Linked DNA regions of Ovis aries: region 2 is linked to region 1. The links are chromatin contacts, called in public Hi-C maps. All regions are on one chromosome and are shown on one strand. Each heading gives the region's core, a stretch centred on a gene start, on an enhancer-like site or on the middle of the called end of the contact. The rest is flanking DNA. Distances are from core to core; before and after follow the strand shown. Region 1 holds the start of CLN3 (CLN3 lysosomal/endosomal transmembrane protein, battenin). Region 2 has its middle 6.7 kb from the start of CORO1A.

Region 1 (4,527 bases), core at 1,083-3,582:
CTTCGGCCACAGAGCTGTTAGGCTTCACATGCCCCACGTGCCTGGGACATTCCTGCTGGCTCCTCCTTGTCTCCTCTCTGCCTGGGGCTAGAATGCTCCGGAGCTCTTCTTTACCCACTGGCCCTTCCTCGAGTTGCTCTGTTGTGGTCTGGGGGCCTCCCATCAGCTCAGGTTCTTGGCCTTCAGTGACCTTGTGCTCAAGGCCACCCCACTCCCCCTCCAATGCTTCATCCCCGGTCTGAGTCTCTTCCTCCCCGCTCCCCCCATTGAACTGCTGGGGCCTGGCCTCTGGGGTTGCCTCTAAGTCAACATCCCCTTTAGCCTCATTGGCTACTTTGTTCTGGGGCAGCTCAGCCTCTGCGGCCAAGCAACTCTCCTTCCTCTGCTCCTCAGCCTCATCTGTTTGTACTACCTCCTTGAGACTGGCTTGACCAGCCTTGACCTCTGAGTCTTGCCTCCCCACGGCCTCTTCCTCAGTCTGATCTGCTTGGCCCTCAAAGCCCTCCCTTACCTCCCCCACTGACCTCAGACCTTCCTCAGCCTCCCTCCCTGCTGCCTGGCCTTTGGCTTCTTCTTCCACTCTCCCAGATCCTAGGACCTGGGTCTGTTCAGGGAACAGGCTTGCTTCGGTCTCTCTATTCTCATCCACCTCCTCCTCCTGGTCTCTCTTAGAGGTCTCCTCTAGGGCCCAGACTCTCCCAGTACCCTCTGGGATCCTTTCTCCTGGAACTGCCCCATATTCTGTCTCCTCAACTCCTGGGAGGTCAGCCTCCTCCTTGCCCAAGGCTTCCCCATCCTCAGATTCTGCCCCTGGCTCCTGGGTCCCCTGTGCCCTTGTGCTTCGGCCACACCTGACCACTGCCACCCCTTCTTCCCTCCCAGCCCCTTTAGCCCCAGGGCCCTGGATCTCCGCTGCGGCTGCCTCACTTACGACCTGCTCTGATTCCTTGCCATCCCCTGCCACCTTGTGCCCATCAGCACCGGCCTTCCCCTCAGGCTCCTTGTGCCAGGCCCACTCTGACTCCACCCCTCCCACCACCACTGGCTCTGCGGCCCTGACCTCTTCCTCCTCCCATTCCCGTGTTCTCGGTGTCTCCTCTCTCTTCACTTCCTGCTCATCATGCTCCTGGCTCTCCAGAGCTTGGCTCCTCCTATCTTGACCAGCCTCAGACCCTGCCTCAGACTTCTTTCTGGTCTCCAAGGGGATACCTGAATCCTGGCATCTGATGGCTTTGGCTGCCTCCCAGTCCTCAGTGTCCTGCCTCTCAGCTTGAGACCCACGGGAGCTGCCTTCTCCCCCACCCCAGGTCTGTTCTGTAGCTGAGCTTTCCTCCCAGCATCTTCCAGTCTCTCCAGGCTGTCTCAGCCCTCCATTCTCCTTGCTTTGACTGCCTCCAAGATCCTCCAGGGCCTCCTGGGCTTCCTCTTCCACCTTCCCCAGGGGCCTTCCTGCAGCCACCTCCCCCGGTTCCTCAGCTGCACATGCCTCCTTCCTCTCTACAGTGGGGACTTCATCTCCTATAAGGTAGGAAACAAAGGTGCTGAGAGACTCCTAGGGAAAAAGAGAGAGGGAGACAAAAGGCATTTAGGGGAGGCCCAGCCCTTTCCCTGGGGGCCCTGGACCAGAGGAACTCAGGATAAGAAAGAGGAGTTCTAGGATCTGGGGGAAGGAGGAGGACAGGACCTGCAGAAGGAGTAGGAAAGGGCCCAAATGAGAGGTCTGTGGATGTGTTTGTGGGGGTTGGGGGATTGAAATCCAGAGAAGATTGGGCTAACAGGCTGAGTGATCCTGGGGAAGGAATCTGGGTTTGAGGAGAGACTCAAAGGGAGAAAGGAAGGTGAGGCCCTAGAGAGCAGGGTGAAAGTCTCCAGCATCTCTATGCCCCTCTCACCAGTGCCCCCCTCAAGGCCTGATGCAGCCCAGGGAGATGTAGCCGGAGGAAATCCATCCTGTCTGTCTCTGTGTGTCCAGAAAACCGATAATGACTGTCCCCACCCACTGAACCAGTCTTCCCCACTACCCAAGACACTTCCTCTTCCCCTGTCTCTTCCTGACGTATCCCCACCCCAAGCCCTGCCCACAGCTGCTTCCAGCACAGGTTGGAAAATAGGTATCTATCACATAAGGGACTTGGATGTGCATTTGGAACTAGAGGGTAAGGGAGGAAGACCAAAAGGGAAAAGTGGGAGCCGGAGATCTCAGAATTGGGGTCTGCTGAGGCAGTTTGGGGCAACTGCAGCTCAAGTGACTCAGGTCTTGTATTTACACCTCAGCCATTTCCGTCTCCCCTCAAAGCCACAGCCTCTCTGTGAGAGGAAGCTGGGGTTTGTGGTTCCTGTTTTGCCTGGGGACAAAGAGTAGGAGTGAGCAGGGGGCTGGTAAGAGCTCTGGTTTCTCATTTCAGGGTCATTAATGCTTCCCCAAGAGGAAGAAAGAGCTGGATTGGTGGCTCCAATGCCCATTTGCTCATCTGTAGTCATTCTTGCAAAACGAAACTTGGCTACACTTTGTACTGTGGTTATTCACGTCTACCTCCCACCTTCCTTTGAGTTCCTTGAAGGAGGAGGCCATGTATGACATGTTGCTGAATTTCTAGAGCCCAGTATGGGTAGTAGGATCCTGTTTTTCATTGGTTGAGTGATCTGGGAAGCATACCATAGGGGGTACCTTTCAAACAGCAAGTCTGAAGGCCTGGTGGGGAGGAAGAGCTGGGAGAGGTGGGCACTGACTGTTGGAAGCCCACAAGAGAGATTAGCAGGGGAAGGACGTGATGAAGAAAACACAGGATGCTGCTTTACCACCTAGAGGAAGGTAAGAGAATAATTGCTCCTTATTTGGGACTACGTGAAATGACTTTAATCTACACCTCTTCCTCTACTCCCTCCCGGAGCCTCACATTCCAAATTTTCAATGAGAGGAACTAGATGAGATCGCAGACTCAGAATCTCCAGCCTTAGAATCATTTGGTCTAATCACCCTTAATGCAGGCAGGAATCTGCAGCCAGCTGAGCCACCAACCCTGTCCCTGGTGCTCTATTTCTTAATGCCGAGTTTCTAAAGTCACCTTTAGGTCTGATGTTGTACAATCATCAGTAACTTTCCTTTTTTGTTTTCTCATCTGCAAAACTAGGGTTGAACTACCTTGGTTCTAACATAAATTAAGAAAAGAGTTCTCTTAACTCTTGGATACTGCCAAGAGATAACTCATGACATCTTATTAGGTGGGTGCTATCTTTACTTACAGTTTCTAAAGCAATCTAAAGGCAACAGATAGGAATAAGAATGTGATGCGGCTGCCTTTGTTGTCAGCCAGAAAGTCTTGGGTAGCTGTGTGGCCATATTTGTTTCTGGCAGTTGCAGGCCGTGAGAGAAGCTGAAGCCGTTGGTAGCCATGACTAGTGCTGGCACGACGTTCAAGGCCTTGGGCGCTGCTACCTAACATCATGGCTCTTGTTGCTTATCCTATCCACACCAGTTTTAAACCGGTGGTTCCCGGGTTCTCCCAGCCTCTATCTCTCCTACGCCTCGGAGTTGGGAAGGTCTAAAACGAAGGCAGAGAGAAGACCCGGAAGTGGTGAGGACCTTGAAGCACGTGATGAGGGACCCGCCGGTGCGGTCACGTGACTGTCTGTTTAAGGGTGCGGGTGCGAAATGTTCAGCTGCTCTTAAAGGTACAGGCTGCAGGGCCCCCTGCTTTAGAGAGGACGGGGGCAGAGTCCGACAACCGGGGGTGGTAGGGCGTGCGAGGGCGGGAGATGGAGCCTCGGGTTAGGGTCGTGGCTCGCCGGGCGTGAATGCAGCGGAGGACTCGCAGCTGGGACGGCAATGGGGCGTTGATCCCTCTTACCTGTCTCAGACCCTCATCCGTCCCATTGGAGCCAACTTTACGAGAACTTGATGCCATGGGAGGCTGTGCGGGCTCGCCGCGGCGCCTTTCGGATTCCGAGGGTGAGTATAGCCGCCGACCCTCACGGGATTGACTTCCTCTGTCCTCGCGACGTACCTGACAGGCTCGGGCGCTGGTCGGCCCCGGGAGAATATCCGTGGGACCATCGTGCACCTGAGACTGGGGTGGGGGTCATGCCCTTTTTTTCTCCCCCTTTCAGGGGAGGAGACAGACCCGGCACCTCGGCCTCCGCTGCAAGACAGTCAGGGCGCCCATTGGAAGAACGCGGTGGGCTTCTGGTGAGTGGCCTGAATAAGTAAAAAGCGGGTGGGAAGAGTTGAGTTTCAGAAAAGGAGCTGAATTCACAAAATATTTTTATTGTTTGTTGTTTTGGTCGCTAAGTCGAGATTCTTTTGCAACCCAGTGAATTGTAACCTGCCAGGCAGGCTCCTTTGCCAGCAGGATTTTCCAGCAAGAATGCTGGAGTGATTTGCCATTTGCTTTTCCAGGGGATCTTTCCCACCGAGGGATGGAAGCGACATTTCCTGCCTTGGCAGGCAGATTCTTTACCACTGAGCCACCAGGGAAGTTTTTTTTTTTTTTGCCCTGAGGTCCACTGTAAATTTTCCACATTTCACTC
Region 2 (4,527 bases), core at 1,380-3,879, 90 kb before region 1:
CACAGAGAAGGAAATTTCTTTTTGTTTTTTAAATACATATATCTTACTGAAGTATAGTTGACTTACAGTGTTTCCATGCATAGCAAGGTGGTTCAATTATGCATATACACATACATTATTTTTCAGATTATTTTCCATTATAGGTTATTACAAGACATTGACTATAGTTCCCACAGAGAAGGAAATGAGTCAAAAGATAAGTAGGGGTCAGAAGAATTTGGTAGCAAACAAGGAGTAAGAGATTTCAGCCCTGTGCTGAGGGCAGAAAATAGGGTCCAAAAATACTGTTGGCCAGAAAAAACCACATCCAAACCAAAGATATATTTAGTTTTGCTCATGTAATATTTTTAGAAATTTTTGAATTGGGTGCCAATACTGAGAGATCTGCAGCTCTCACTTAAAAATCCGTATTTCTAACAGAAGGTTTGGCTACCCTGGGCCCTCCAGGTGACAAAGGGCTAGGGCAGCCACAATTCCTCCATCCCTATTAGAAATTACCTGGCCTGAATCAGTGAGGTGTGTGACCTCCCTAGTCTTTGTGGTGGCTTAAAGATGGCTGAAAATTCTTTGTCACTCTCTGCATCAGAAGGAGGCATTAATTTTCCCTCCCCTGGGATCCGGGCTGCTTAACTAACAGAATGTGGTGGAAGTAACCCTGCGCCAGTGACAAGCCTAGCCTCTTGAGCGCTTCTCTTGGAATGCTGTCTCAAAACCGTAGAATAATGAGAGATAATAAAGCAGTTGTCGTTTTAACATATATTTATTTGACTGTGCTGAGTCTTAGTTGCAGCATGTGGGATCCAGTTCCCTCACCAGGGATGAAACCTGGGCCGCCTGCATTGGGAGCATGGAGTCTTGGCCACTGAGCCACCAGGGAATTCCTGCAGTTGTCATTTTAAGTCATAAAATTTTGGAATGGTTTCCTCTGCAAGAGGTAACCAGAACACCCACCTCCACATCTCCCCTTGTTGATACCTGAGGGCTCAGCCCCTGGACCAGAGGAATGAGGGAGCATGTTGAGCTTGGATGATGAGCCAAGACTGATGCTGAAGCTGAAACTCCAATCCTTTGGCCACCTGATGCGAAGAACTGACTCATTGGAAAAGACCCTGATGCTGGGAAAGATTGAAGACAGGAGGAGAAGGGGACGACAGAGGATGAGATGGTTGGATGGCATCACCAACGCAATGGAGATGAGTTTGAGCAGGCTCTGGGAGTTGATGATGGACAGGGAAGTCTGACGTGCTGCAGTCCATGGGGTTGCAAGGAGTCGGACACGACTGAGTGACTGAACTGAACTGAACTGATGAGCCAGAAGAGTGGATGGAGGAAGATGATGAAGGGCTTTGGATGCCATGCTGAAAAGTGAAAGTGTTAGTCGCCCAGTTGTGTATGACTCATTGCGATCCCACGGACTGCAACCCGCCAGGCTCCTCTGTCCGTGGAATTCTTCAGGCAAGAATACTGGAGTGGGTTGCCCTTCCCGTCTCCAAGGGATCTTCCTCACCCAGGGATAGGCAGATCCTTTACTGTCCGAGCCACCAAGGAAGTCTGCCATCCTGAGGTGGTCTCAGCGTTTTCCAGGAAGTGTTGAGGACCTGGTGAAATTTTGTAAGGTAGGCAGAGAATGACCAGGGATCACACTATGACAGTATCACCTGCCTCTAGTGATGCTGTGAACGATGAATCAGAGGAAGGTGGTCGGTCAGGCGGCTAGCGCGATGGTCCAAGCAGCACAGCTCGGGAGGTGACAGTGGGCATGGAGAGAAAGGGAGAGATTCAAGGTCAAGACTTCCTCCTCTTGTGAACCTCTCCTTAAGGTTCTAGTGGGATATACTGGTTGAGCCATGGAGTTGGTGGTCGGAACTAGGGAGCACAGGCAACAGGACGAGGCCACAGAAACAGCCTGGGGACTGTTGAAGCGTGAAGCTGCAGGGATTTCCCTGGTGGTGCCGTGGCTAAAACTCGTCACTCCCGATGCAGGGGCCCTCGTGCTGCAACTAAGACCTGGTGCAGCAAATTAAATTATATATATATATATATATATTTTATTTTTTTTTTTAATTTGAAGTTGCTAATGTGAAAGAGACGGTGTAGGGAGTTTGGGAGGAGAGGTGGTGTCTTGGGGAGCAGTCTACAGACAGTGTGTTAAGCAAAGGGAGAGACACCCTCTGGAGCCCTGGGAGAAAGCTGCAGTGCAAAGGAGAGAATCAGGAGGCATGCATGCATGCATGGTCGCTAACTCACGTCTGACTCATTGCGATCCTTCGGACTGTACCCTGACAGTCTCCTCTGTCCATGGGATTTTTCAGGTAAGAATACTGGAGTGGGTGCCATTTTTCTCTTCCAGGGGATCTTCCCAACCGAGGGATTGAACCCAAGTCTCCTGTGTCCCCTGCATTACAGGTGATTAGGAAACAGGCCCAGACACCAAAGAAAGGAAAAGATTCCAGAGGGAGGGAGTGGTCAGTAGCATGTTCCTTTGATGTAATGACCAGGAGATTATTGGTGGTCATGGCAAAGACACATCTGTGGGAAGGTGGGGACAGAAGACAGACCCGTGAGACTAAGTAGGAAATGCAGAAGTAGATTCAACAAGTGTAAACAGCTCTTTCAAGTAACTTGATTGTGAAGTAAGACAGAGATGGGGAAGTGGTTTGAGGTTGCTAAGTGGAGAGAGGTTCCCCCAAAGGCACAGGGGACCTCAGCTTGTTTTTAGATACTAAAGAGAGAGGGTTTGTGGAGAGGAGAATGTGGTAATGCAGGAGAGGGGGTTAAACGATGGAGTGAGGTCACTGAGGAAGTGGGAAGGAATGTGTCCCAAGAGGGAGGAATTAACCTTGGACCCCAGGAGGACACCCCCTCTGTGATGACGGTCTGTGATTGTTTATAGGAGATGAAGATGTGGTCTCTGGTGGGAGCAGAGGGGTTGAAGGAGTTCTCACCTCTTTTCTCCATCAAACTGGAGCAGTGATCGTCTCAAAAAGCTGGGGAAGGTCGCTTGAGTAGATGGCTGGTGAGAAGTGGCTGGCAACGTTGGCTTAAGCCTGAGCCTATGCACAAGGCATCCTTAGGGGCCACCCACTTAAAACCAGAATGGCTCCTGAATGTGAGTCAGGGCAGAGCCTGCAGGTGGGTGAGGACCACAACTGTGAGAAGGCCTGGGGGTCACAGGGGCAGGGTCTAGGCTATCAGAGTAATTTCTTGCAAATGAGACCCAGGCACCTCTTTACTTAAAGACTTATGTGGGAGACTTCCCTGGTGGTCCAGTGATTAAAAATCGGCCTTCTAGTACAGGGGACACAGGTTCAATCCCTAGTCGGGGAACTAAGATCATATATATATATATATATATATATATATATATATATATGTATACATATATATATATGCACGTGTATAGGTGCATACTCAGTCGTGTCTGTCTCTTTTCGACCCTATGGACTGTAGCCCACCTGGCTTCTCTGTCCCTGGGATTTCCCAGTCAAGAATACTAGAGTGGGTTGCCATTTCCTTCTCCAGGGGCTCTTCCCAACCCCGGACTGAACCTGTGTCTCTTGTGTCTCCTGCATTGGGCAGGCATGTTCTTTACCAGCTGAGCCACCAGGGAAGTTAAATATAGAGGCTTGATTAGTTTCCAGGTGGTGGTAATAATGACAATGATGATTTTGACAAGAATACTGCAAAGGTGATGCTACACATAAATTTATTTTATAGGAGGCATATAATGTCTGGTTGTCCTACTTTTGATGATGTTAAGGTTCACTTTTGCTTTCCAGAATTTTGTTGTTTTCTGTGAAACATCAGTAAGAATCAGCCATAGGTATACATATGTCCCCTCCCTCTTGAACCTCTCTCCCTCAATTTTGACAGAAAACAACAAAATTCTGGAAAGCAATTATCATTCAATTAAAAAATAAATATATTTTAAAAACAAACAAAATTCACTTTGGGGTTGTGCTTTTTAGACGATCAAAGTCTGTTGCATTGGTGAAGCCATCCAGCCATCTCATCCTCTGATGTCCTCTTCTCCTTCTGCCCTCAATCTTTCCCATCATCAGGGACTTGTCCAATTAGTCAGCTGTTCACATCAGGTGACCAAAATATTGGAGCTTCACCTTTAGTATCAGTCCTTCCAATGAGTATTGATTTCCTTTAAGATTGACTGGTTTAATCTCCTTGCTGTCCAAGGGACTCTCAGGAGTCTTCTTTAGCACCACAGTTCAAAAGCATCAATTCTTTGGTGCTCTGCCTTCTTTATGGTCCAGCTGTCACAACCGTATGTGACCACTGGGAAGATCATAGCTTTGACTATATGGACCAGTAATGTCTCTGCTTTCAACACACTGTCTAGGTTTGCCTTAGCTTTCCTGCCAAGAAGCAATCATTTTCTGATTTCATGGCTGCAGTCACCATCCACAGTAATTTTAGAGCCCAAGAAGAGGAAATCTGTCAGTACTTCCATCTTTTCCCCTTCTATTTGCCATGAAGTAATGGGGCTGGATGCCATGATCTTAGTTTTTTCAA

What was found. A called contact is a pair of places that touch in the nucleus more often than the background predicts.
Region 2: a Hi-C map of blood shows a contact between it and region 1, with 2.3 times the contacts expected there. The contact joins the enhancer-like site here to the promoter of CLN3 in region 1. A contact is called at or near these places in 3 of 16 Hi-C or Micro-C datasets (blood and tail adipose tissue).

Annotation. Positions count from the first base shown.
Region 1 is chr24:26,567,914-26,572,440 of ARS-UI_Ramb_v3.0, reverse strand. It overlaps CLN3 (CLN3 lysosomal/endosomal transmembrane protein, battenin), which reads left to right and starts at 2,332. Exons shown (of 17, transcript XM_042240060.1): 1 at 2,332-2,812; 2 at 3,508-3,575; 3 at 3,858-3,949; 4 at 4,108-4,186. The coding sequence starts at 3,904. APOBR (apolipoprotein B receptor) reads right to left here and starts at 2,019. Exons shown (of 4, transcript XM_004021213.5): 1 at 1,893-2,019; 2 at 1-1,552. The coding sequence starts at 1,949.
Region 2 is chr24:26,658,358-26,662,884 of ARS-UI_Ramb_v3.0, reverse strand. No RefSeq gene overlaps it. Among named protein-coding and RNA genes, the nearest start is that of CORO1A, 6.7 kb to the right of the region's middle. Within about 2 kb of position 2,629, at least 4 of the 54 cell types and tissues checked have an H3K27ac peak or open chromatin away from gene starts, as enhancers often do.